2 separate regions of the Callithrix jacchus genome follow, and region 1 is linked to region 2. A link is a contact called in public Hi-C data. All regions are on one chromosome and are shown on one strand. Each heading gives the region's core, a stretch centred on a gene start, on an enhancer-like site or on the middle of the called end of the contact. The rest is flanking DNA. Distances are from core to core; before and after follow the strand shown.

The links. A called contact is a pair of places that touch in the nucleus more often than the background predicts.
Region 1: a contact with region 2 is called in a Hi-C map of skeletal muscle, with 2.2 times the contacts expected there. The contact joins the promoter of PRKCE here to the enhancer-like site in region 2. A contact is called at or near these places in 2 of 3 Hi-C or Micro-C datasets (induced pluripotent stem cells and skeletal muscle).

What each region holds. Positions count from the first base shown.
Region 1 is chr14:69,124,473-69,130,319 of calJac240_pri, forward strand. PRKCE (protein kinase C epsilon) reads right to left here and starts at 2,195. Exons shown (of 16, transcript XM_078349415.1): 1 at 879-2,195. The coding sequence starts at 1,226.
Region 2 is chr14:69,082,346-69,088,081 of calJac240_pri, forward strand. All of the region lies in intron 1 of PRKCE (protein kinase C epsilon), which reads right to left. Among named protein-coding and RNA genes, the nearest start is that of PRKCE, 41 kb to the right of the region's middle. Within about 2 kb of position 3,141, at least 2 of the 16 cell types and tissues checked have an H3K27ac peak or open chromatin away from gene starts, as enhancers often do. A contact at or near this core is called in skeletal muscle, where this site is marked.

The DNA.
Region 1 (5,847 bases), core at 945-3,444, 41 kb after region 2:
TTGTCCAAGTTCCAAGATCGGATGCATTTGGTTTATAGTACATTGAGACAAGGCCTATTTCCAAATCCTTAATAGTTTAACAATGAAATTAATTAACAATTTACTCAATCTCAGACTCAGAAATCGTCTTTTATTGCACAGTAGCTTGACAATCAAAACAGAGAAATAATATAACTTTAAATAAAATTCAAAGCACTGTCTTGCAATTACCCACAAGCAGAACCTTTCTTCAAATGCAACATTCATTCTGCATGGATGGGGCAATGAATTGGACAAAACAAGCTCGGCTTATGTTTCTGGAACCATAGAGGGGACATCCTGGAGGAGGACACTTTTTTTCTACTTGTATGTCAGAAGATGAGCTAACCGCCATGCAGAAGAATACAAACACACCGGCTTCCTCCGGGAGGAAAAAATAAAGCAACTCCTCACTCGGCTAAGCAGGACAAAGCCAGGACGTGCAACAAGCCTTCAGTCAAAGGCTCCACGTGCCTTTCCAAGGACGGAGGGACCCACCCACACACAATCACACACAGCCAGCCCACCACGCGCCTGCGGAAGAAAGCCGGGTCCTCGGCCAACCTTCAGCACCAGCAGCCCAGGCTCTCCCAGTTTGGAAACCTCCCGCAGCACCACCATCTGGAGGGCACAGAGGGGGCAGAGGGCCACATCCTCTTTCCAAGTCTCATCTTCCTCGTCAATGCCTGTTTCTCCCCAACTACGAAGTGAAGTGTACCTCCCCAAGGAAACTGAGACCTGCAGGCATACACACCCCCCAGTCGTCACTGAGTCCCGGAGCCCTACGATCAAGGCCAGTGAATCTTTCCCCGGGACCCCACAACCGGGTTCCCGGACCGACGGGGAGGCCCCAGACTCACCCAGTCCTCGAAGTGGCGGCTCCCGTTCTGCAGCAGCTCCTCAAACTGGATGGTGCAGTTGGCCACGAAGTCGTCGTAGCCGATGGGGGCATCGTGAAAGACAGCCAGCTCGATCTTGCGCCCGTTGCACACATCAGTGACGAACTCGTCGTGCCAGGCCGGGCTGTTGGTCTTCTGCTTGGTGGCCGTTTGGCCGATGCGCGAGTCGTCCACATTGAGGGCAATGTAGGGGTCGAGAAGAAAAGTCTGTGGCCGGGGTCCCACCGCATGGCGCAGCGACCAGGCTGTGGGCTTCAAGCTCACGGCCTCGCAGATTTTGATCTTAAGAAGGCCATTGAACACTACCATGGTCGGGGCGGGGAGTGGGGGCCGGGGTCACTCCGTCTGCCCTGAGGGCAGGAATGAAGAACCGACGGCCCGGCGCTCCAAGCTACGGGGACTCTTGGGTCCCCTTTCGCCCCACCCCACACACTCCCTACACCTTGTGGCGTTGCGCCCTGGCGCGGGCGATTCTCAGCCAGTGCATGTATTTCCTCGCCGGATTCCTAACGGAAAACAGGGAGGGGGGAGAGCTGGGGGACGTCCGTGCTTGGAGCAAGTCTCTCCCCCCGACCACCAGCTGCACCTCCAGAAGAGAAGACGAGCTGTCGGCTCCGCTGCAAGCCGCGGGGGCTGCCTCGCCGCCTCGCTGGCTCTCCGGCTCCGGGCTGCGGGAAAGCGGGCGCCGCGCCCGGCGCTCACCTACCTTTCCGAAACATAATCCCGGGAAATTTCGACTCCGGGAGGGGGATGGGGCGGTGGGACGGGGCGGGGACGAGAACCGGGGGCGCAGATTTCAACCCGGATCCTCTTCGCACACCCAGCGCCTGCCTCTGACCGCACGGGGCGGGGGGTGGACCGAGGGATGTTCAGTCTATCCGGAGGGATGCATGTCGAGAGGAAATGGTCCTCCTCGGAGCCAAATTTTTAAAAATCCACAAGCCCTACGGCCAGCCGGGGCCGCCTCCTCCTGGGCGAAGCAGCGCCGCGCCGAAGCCGGCGATCGGGAGGCGCCAGGAGCCCAGAATCTCACATCCGCGCGGGCTCGGGAGTCCGGGCGGCCGCCGATCCGGCTCGGGGCGCAGGCCGGCACCGGGCGGTGCGCAGCGCGGCGGCGGGGCCGGGACTGCGACTCGGCTCGGCCCCACCTCCTGGGCGCCGGCGCCCGCCCGCCGCGCTCCCCGCGTCCCCGCTCTCGGCTGCCGCTCGCTCGCCGCCCGCCAGCCCGCGCTCCCCCGCGGTCTCCTCTCCCTCCGTCGGTGTGCGAGCGAGTCTCCCTCCCTCTAATGCAGGAAATGCGCAAAAGACGTCAGTGTGTGTGAGTGTGTGTGTGAGTGTGTATGTGTGCACGCGCGCGCGCGCACGGCAGTGTTTGGGGAAATAGAAAGTTTTGCCGGTTGGGGGAGCAATACGGAAAAAGTGAGCCAAGGAGAGAACGGCGGAGAGCGGGCGAGGCTGCCCGGGTCGCGGCGGCGGGCGGGGTAGCCGGGCGGGGATCCCGCGCGGGACCCAGGGGAGCGGCGGCGCTGGGCTGGGTGCCCGTGGCGCGGGCCGTGGATGGGACTCCTTTGGTCCCGACCGGGAGGCCCCGGGCTGCGCATCTATCGGGAACCCTGCGGCCAACTCAGTCTTTTAGAGCTTGGGATGGGGGAGTGGAAGGGGCCGAGTTGCCCCAAAGGCCCCGGGACCCTCCCCCTGCCCACCCCAACTCGGGTGGCTGCGGGCAGAAGCTGCCTGCGGAGTTCTGGCCGGTCTGTCACTCAGTCCCGGGACGCTGTGATACGCGGCGGTGGGGGAAGGGGGGAGGGAGGGACGAGCCTGGCTCGGGTGAGGTTTTAAACTCGATTCTTTTCTCTTGCCTTTCTTTGGCGGGGCATTCTCCCCTTTGGGATCTGTCCTGGACTTCGGAGGCTGTGAGAACTTGTTGACAAGTGAAAGCTCGGTAGAGCCCCGGCTTGGTTTGTGGTCTGTTTATTTTTTGCAAAGTGACTGTTCCTATTTACGTTGGACCTTATCGGTGCCCCTTTGTGGGACTTCGGCTCCGATCAGCGTGCTGCCAGCTGCCGTCCGGACTGCGGGGAAATGGGGCGCGCCCTCCGGGGGGCCAGCGGCTGCGTCCATGCTAATTTCCTCCGTAACCTTTAAACTCTCGCTGGAAGCCGCCGCCGCGGCTGGTCACGTGAGGCGAGCCCTGGGCTGCTGGGGAAGAATTTCCTCGGCGGGGAGCCGGGACGGGGCCGGCGGTCGGCGAGGGACTGCCCCGCGCCGGGGACTGGGAACCAGGGAGGGCAGGGCCGGGAGCGCGGGGCCCCGGGGCGTGGCCCAGCTGCGGTCCCCGCGAAGACGGCGCGGGGAAGAGGTCGGTTCTGCAGCCGGGAGCTGGGACTTATGCAAGTGGGGAAAGAAAACCTCCGCCCTCGCCCGTCTGCCAAGTCAAGTCTGGGAATTTGTAGGTATTGTGGTAAGCTGAGTGTTCATCTGGCGGGTCTGGTTTGTGTAAACCAAAATTTAAAACCCGCCTCCCAATCACTTTTTCCTCAGTGGATAAAGGTTATCATTGCCTGCGGCTTAAAAGCTTAAAAAGGCTTAAAGGCAAGGAAGGAGGCAGTCCCCTAGAAAAACAGGATATCAAGTACAGCAAACAGGCCCCCAAAATGATCAGAAAAGCCCCACGGCCATCTCCTAAGGACAGACAATTGCTCTGGAGCTTCCTAATACAGTAATTTCTCACAGCCTGCCCTGTTGAATGGGGCAGCTGGATAGAGATGGTGTTGATTCGGTCCTCCGTACGGTCTAGGTAGCTCCCATGTAAAGAGCCAGGACTTCAGTGGTTGTCTTACCCTGCCACTCCCCCAGCTGGAGGTATGATGTCTTAAAATATGTCTGTTTGACAAAGCACAAGAAGGGGCTTCTCATTGCTGTTTAATTTTTGTTTCTTTGATTGTTACTTTTTTCCCTTTTGCTTCTTTCTTCCATCCTGCAATTCTCATGAAGCCCCTTTCCCCCCTCCCAGGGCATGTGATGGAAGGCAGTGGCAAATAGGGCTTCATCTTCTGAAAATGCATTTGGGAAGCAAGAGCCAGCACCAAAGTGAGATGAATGGGATACTTTTCAGAGGCCAAATGTAAAGGGTACAACGAACATAATCAAGATAAAGATTTGAATACAATTTTAACAAAATAAGTGTGAGATTCCAGAATAGACACAGTATCTTAAAACTATTTAAATAATATTAATTATTGGACTAAGATATTTATATTGCACTAAGATATTTATATTACTGAGTTTATTGGCACCCCTTAAATTTTATACCTGAGCCAAGTGCTTCACTCATCTCACCCTAGTCCTGATTCTTTTGGAAAGTCTAGAAAGTCAAGGATTTCATGGAGTTAGGGATCTTTGACTAATTGGTGCTTCATACCTTCTCACTGCTTGCTTTGGTGGGTCCTGATTCACATGCAAACAGAAATACATGGGCTTGGAAACATTGACCTAAGTCCCTCCTCTGTGGTATGTTAAATAGGAAATAAGTTTAGCATTAATGACACACTGAACTTGAACTTTTTGCATATTGTATTCTCACTCTCCCCTTCCCAGACAAGACCCTGAAAAAATATATATGTGTATTTGTGGTTTTGTTATTTGTTTATTTATTTATTTATTTGAGACAAGGTCTCATTCTCTTGCCCAGGCTGAAAGTGCAGTGGCACAATCACAGCTCACTTTAATCTTGACCTCCAAGGCTCAAGCCATCCTTCCACCTCTCAGCCTCCCAAGTAGCTGGGACTATAGGTACGTGCCACCACACCAAGCTAATTTTTTTGTTGTTGTTTCTTTCATAGAGACAGGGTTTTGCCATGTTGCCTAGACTGGTCTCAAATTCCTGGGCTCAAGTGATCCACCTGCCTCAGCCTCCTAAAGTGCTGGGATTACAGGCATGAGCCACCATGCCCAGCCCCCAAATATATTAAATAGGGTCTGTTACCATCTCAGTGACTATCTTAAATAACCTACAAACTTCCAGCATCATTTCCTGGCATCCTGGGTGAAGTTATAGGAAAGCAGCCTCTGCCTCTCAGCTGACTGTTACTTCGTGTAAATTACCAGACTGCAATTCTCACAGGCGACCAATGCCTGTCTCCTTTCCATTACAGCAATTCTTTCGGAGCAGTGGTAATAAAAGACTTTGTCAAACAAAATATGGGTTTTGTATTGGGTTAATGTTTACATAAAAAGGGAGAATGCTGGTACGCTGTATGCAAACACTGCTAGTTTCCTGCCCTTATTACCTCCTTGTTTCTAAATAAATCTCTTGCCTTCATACTCTCAAACATGACCAAATGAAAATGTGTATTCCCAGGGGCATCATGGAGATGCCAGATGTGAGCTTGTCTGAGGGAAAACCTTTAAATTTTTCTGGAAAGGCAAGTCTAAAATAACCCCATGCTCCAGGTTTCATCTGAAAAGAAAAGCCCAAAGAGGGGGCTTAGAAGGTAAAATTCCAATCAGAATTGCCGGCTTCCTCCTTCCCTCGGCCGCTCTCTCCTGTCCCAAAGGGTAAGACAGTGGTTAACATATACATTGAGTAAAATGTCCTGTGGCTTCCAACTATAGCCAAGTCATTTCATAATCTTTGTGAGAAGGAAGAAAATGATATAAGAATTCAATGAAGATGACCAAAATGGACCCTTTCTCCTTTCAAAATTAAGGCTTATGAGGAAAGAAGAGAACAGCAAGTGCACCCAGGACAGTGTGATCAGCCATGCAGTAGATCTAAGGTTGAGAGTGGCACCGAAGAAGGATCATGCCTTTGCCTGGGGAGCTTGGAAACGCATCAACCTGCAGAATCCTTTGAGCCGAGTCTAGGCTTTCCAATAGGAGTTCTTCTAGCAGCAAAGAGGAAAGGAAAAGGTACTGGGTGCTAAGAGTA
Region 2 (5,736 bases), core at 1,891-4,390:
CTTAACTTCTGGTAGCTCTCAGCCACTCTCTGGAAAAAGCCCACACTACTCGACCTGATATTTAAAACCCTCCACATTTCAGGTTTGTCGTACCTGATCACAGTTCACGCCCAGATACAGTCCCCTGTGTCTGCTGGTCTTACTGTCTCATGGACGCGCCACATTGCTTCTAGCATATTGGCCATCCACCCAAGACGCTATTCCATGTCTTACCCATCTATCCAATCCACTCACCATTCAAGGCTCACTCATGTCCTCCCTGAACCCTCCTCAGCCACTCTAACCAACACTGACTTTGCCTCTCCTTCCTCAACCACACAACTCATACATATGCATTTCCCACGGAACTCTTGTCTTGCCCACTAGCATAGGACAGGCTGTTAGTCCCATATAAGTCCCATGAAGGCAGGAAACCTGTTCTTCTTGTGTCTGTTAATATTTACATGGGGAAGACCTGGGTGAAATCTTTGGCACCCAATAAGCGTGGCATGGGTTGAAGTCACACATCCTCACTTTTCCCATCCTCACTTTTCCCATTGTCCACATCCAGATCCAAAAATTCAGATCTAGAGAGAGGCAGGGGCGAGGGGAAAGCATAGTTGTTCCCCTGGATGGTGATGAAGGGAAAATAATTGCTATTTCCAGCTCAGGCTTCTACTATTTTTTCCTAGATGAGACATTTTACCTGGCTTTAGTACTTGGGGCTAGAGAAAGCCTATCTGGAACACCGGAGTGCCCCTTAGTTCTGGAAATGGCCATAAAAAGTTATGGAAAGCTCTTGGGGCTGAGGCATGAGCCTCTCATCTTCATATTGGTAGGGTACAGCAGAGATCGGTAATCACAAAATCTGTGTCCACAGGCCAACAGTCCATCCCTCAGCACTCAGGCAGCTGGAAGAGTGACCCTCACGGACTAAACATTTCCACACGAGCTGGACTTCTTACACACTGCAACCTTCTACATGCTCCCCAGCTTCTCCTGAGTCTCAGTCAAACTTCTCTCCCTGTTATGGATGCTACTGCCTGCCATATATCCTAGAACTCACCTTATCATGTACTATCCTCTCTTTCCATGTTCCTCCTTAACTAAAAATTCCTTCTCTTTACCCTGCTTCTTCAGATCTCCATGCCTTCTCACATCTCCTTGCCAAACTTCTCAAGGGCGACAATCCACCCTGACTGCCTTATTCCACCTCTCCTTAACCTTTTGCAATTTGAATTCTGCCCCAGTCACTTTGCTGAGAGAGTTTCCTTGAGACCAGCCTCTCAGACAGAACATGAGCTGTCAGATCTGACAGCCTCCTCATTTTCCATTCTTTTCAGCTAGCTCAAGGCAGGACCCAGCCCTGCTGGGTGACTGTCTCCTCTTGACTCTCTTCTCCCTGACCTTCTGGCCTGCACCATCTCTTGTCCATGCCTCGGGGCATTCTTCAGACCTGGGCCTTGCCCTGCTTCTCTTCTGTCCACCTTATCTCCAGGTCACCTCAGCCACCACCATGGTTCCAACCATCACACTGACATTCTCACCTCCAGCCCTGGCCTCTCCTCCAGAACACTAATCTCGAGTTTCTCACTTGGTGCTGGGCACCTACACTGGAGCTTTAATTATCTCAGATTTAACATCTTTACAAGCAAACTTATCATCTTCCTTTCAACTTTACTCTCCCCCTAAATCCCCTATCTTGCCTAAAGTCTTCACCATTCTCCCAATCAGCCCTTTCAGAAGTCGGAGGGTCACCTCTGACCTTCTCCCACCTACCCATCCATTGCCACCTCCCACCAACTTCATTCCTCCATCCCTTACTCCTCAGGATTTTCCATGACTTCTCATCCTACCACCACTTCCAAGTTCAGGCCTCCTGAGCTGCCCCGGCCCACTGAGGAATCTCTCAGCCAGCCTCAAGTCTCCAGCCTCCAATTCTTCCCTTACATTTTTACTAGAAGCATCTTCCTTCCCAGGCCAGACCCAAAGTGCATTCATGACATTGCTCATGTTCAGCTTGAAATGCCCTGCACATCTCACTTCTCTACAACTCATCCTTCACAGCCATGTGCCACGGCAAACTCATCCACAGAGCCTTTAGAATGGACCAATTCTACATGCTATGATGGATCTGTGTTTAGTGTGGAGTGGAGTGGAGTGGAGTGGGGAGAGGGAGAGAGAGAGAGAGAGAGAGAGAGAGAGAGAGAGAGAGAGAGAGAGAGAGAGAGAGAGAGTAATGTGTCCTTTCTTAGACCCTTCAACACAGTGCTGCTTGAGCCCCCTGTAGCACAGATTCCACCATCTTTTCCATCAGTCTCCCCCACTGAATTAGAAGCATCTTGAACACAAATGGTTTTGTGGGTTCAATTGTGTCCCCAAAAATATATGATAAAGTCATAACCTTCAGTACTGGTGAATGTGACCTGATTTGGAAATATGGCCTTTGCAGAGTAATCAAGTTAAGATGAGGTCACTAGGGTGGGCCCTAATCCAGTGACTGTCCTTATAAGAAGAGGAGAAGACAGAGAGAGGACGAGGGCCCTGTAAAGGCAGAGCAGAGTGGAGCTGAGCTGACATAAGCCAAGGAATGCCTGGGGCCAACAGAAGGTAGAAATGACAAGAAAACATTCCCCAACATGTTTCAGAGGGAACATGGCCCTGCCAACACCTTGATTTAGGACTTCTCGTTTCCAGAAGTTAGAGAAAATAAATTTCTGTGCTTGTAATCCACCCAGTGTGTGGTGCTTTGTTACGGCAGCCCTGGGAAACTAAGACAAGTGGGAGCTGTGTCTTATATACCTTTGCAGACTCCTTACTGCCCACAGAGTCCCTAAAACCCATTAGCTTCTTGGTGAATTCATGAACAAAAATAAACCATCCACACCAAGCTTTTTTCTGCGGGTGAAGTTTTTTAAAAAATAACCTCTGAGGCTTGAATGTTATTATTTACACTGAAGCTGTCATTGTCCTAAGGTAGAATGACAGACACACAGTCAGTGGAACCTCAGAGCAGTGTGTTGTGCCCAGAGAAAGACAGAGATGGGCTGAGTTCTAAGCCACCTGCATCCTCCTCACCTGGCTTCCCCATGCCTCATGGAAACGCTGGCAAAGCAGTTGGCTGGGCCTGCAGGTGTCTGGCACAGGAAAGAGAGTGTCTCCTCCATGCAAAGCTGTGACCTTGTACTCATTAGCACAGCGCTCTGTTCCACTGAGCTAATGACCTCAAATACCAAATACCGCAGCAGAAATTAGATTCATTACAGGGGGTGTGGAGAGGGAAGGCTGATAACAACTGTCTCTCTTCACACACGAAGTGGAGAGTAATGATAAGATGCCAGTACTGACACTGATGCACTTTCCATCCAACAAAGTGAACTCCTGAATTGAAAGCCTTTTAGGAATGAATGAGTTAGGGAGAACAGTACGGAATGTGCCAGACAGTCAGTTCTTCCTTCCTCTTTCTTGTACAGATGCTGAAAACCAATATATTGAAGGCATTCCAGAAAAACCTTTGATGGACAGAGGGGAAACACTCTCTGAGCCTGCGTCACTAGTCTGCTGGTGTCCACCAGCTTGGTGACCATAAATAATTCTCATGAGTCACAGTGAAAATCCACAGTCTCTCTGGAGACACTGCAGACCAGCAACAGGTGCACCCAGCCTGTTCCTCTGAGGAAATCAAATCTGAGGGTGGCAAAATGACTATTCCTGCCGCGGAAATGCAAATGGCTCATTCTTCCCTGCGCAGTTGGGAATGGAGAACCACCCAACCCACTGATGGACACAGCTCACTGGTTTCCGAAGGCCTTGCTCCGGCCCGGTTACAGCTTTTAGATCCTTAGTCCTGAGACTTAATGCTCCCCATGTATGCACTTTTCAATAAATCTAATCCTAAGCCATAAGAGAAGGAAATCCAACAAAGTTCAGGCTTTTCCCATGATGGCTATTTTGAAGCTTTTTGGTAAATATTAAGCATAAAATTATTTCCAAAATAAATTTGCAGTGCCCTGACTTTGCTGGCACCCTAAGGTATGTGCTGCATCTGCCTCAGAGTGAGCCAGCATGACCCATGCCAAGTTGTTCCCAAATTCTGGGAGCCCCTGGATGCTCTATGATTGCCTTTCCATTTGTGCCCCAGTCCAGCCGCCAAAAAGTATACTGGTCTCCTCACTTCAAATCATTATACAGAGAGGGAAAAATCACTCAAACCTTCTACCTCCCCAATTCTGCAACTCCCTTACTTCCAGCTCCCACACAATATACCTAAACCTCTCTCTAAGGGGTTCATCTGTAAACCCAGATGATTTTTTTTAACTTTAACATGAAAAACCTCTTACATGTATATACTGCTTTAAAAGGCAGTGCAGACCAGGTACGGTGGCTCACCCCTCTAATCCCAGCACTTTGGGAGGCCAAGGTGGGTAGACCACGAAGTCGGGAGATCAAGACCACCCTGGCCAACATGGTGAAGCCCCGTCTCTACTAAAAATACAAAAATTAGCTGGGCATGGTGGCGTGTGCCTGTAATCCCAGCTACTCGAACCAAGGAGCCAGAGGTTGCAGTGAGCAGAGATCACACCACTGCATGCACTCCAGCTTGGTGACAGAGCAAGACTCTGTCTCAAAAAAAAAAAAAAGGCACTGTCATTTTTGTCTCCAATCTGATTTAATCTTTTATTAGTGATCAACAGGAACAGCAGTTCTCACACGGGTAAAATTGACAATGCAAGAGGCCTGTCCCCTTGGTGAATAAATGTGCTTCCTTCGCCCCCTGCCCCTGCTGACATAGGACCCGTGTTTCAGCCCTCGCTTTGCACCATACATGTCAGTGGTCAGGGACCAAGAACAAATGGGCCTTTATCCCCCAAGATAAGCAACAGATGTGATTTGTAACAACTATTTTTTTTTTCTTTCTCAGACTCTTTTTAACTTAGATGTCACAGCCATAGAAATTTAGAGCTGCAGGGAACCAAAGAGAAGATTTATGAAATAAATGAAATATTTACTAAGATTCTAGTTAAACTAAGTATTGAACTATGGATTACTACACTGTAGAGTCTTTCAAAAGAAGACAGCAGATCAATATGAGCCTATCATAACAATTTCCAAAATTGGTAAGTAACAAGAGCAAGAAGCAGGACAGCGTGCATGATGATTTTCCTGTTGGTTTCCAAAAGACATATGCATAATGTGTTTACAGAATGCACAGAGTATCTCTGGAAGGATATCCACTAGTCTCTAGAGAGGGTAGTGGGAGTCTGTGATAAAGGGAAGACAAGCTGGTTTTCTTTTTTTGTTTGCTTTTTGTTTTTAGATGGAGTCTCGCTCTGTCACCCAGCCTGTCACACCAGTGCAATGGTGTGACCTCTGCTCACTGCAACCTCCGCCTTCCAGGTTCAAGCGATTCTCCTGCCTCTGTCTCCCAAATACCTGGGACTACAGGTACACATCACCATGACTGGCTAATTTTTATATTTTAAGTAGAGATGGGGTTTTATCACGTTGCCCAGGCTGGTCTCAAACATCTGACCTCGGCCTCCCAAAGTGCTAAAATTATAGGTGTAAGCTACCGCACCTGGCCAGACAACAAATTTATAAGCATTTACCTTTTCACTGCTAGAATTCTTTACTATGTGTATTTATTAAATCTTGTCTTAAATGTTACAAAATATAAATATATAACATATATACAAACAAATAAAGGACAGATTATATTATTAATTTTTAACAGGTGGAGAGACTTTGAAACTGTCT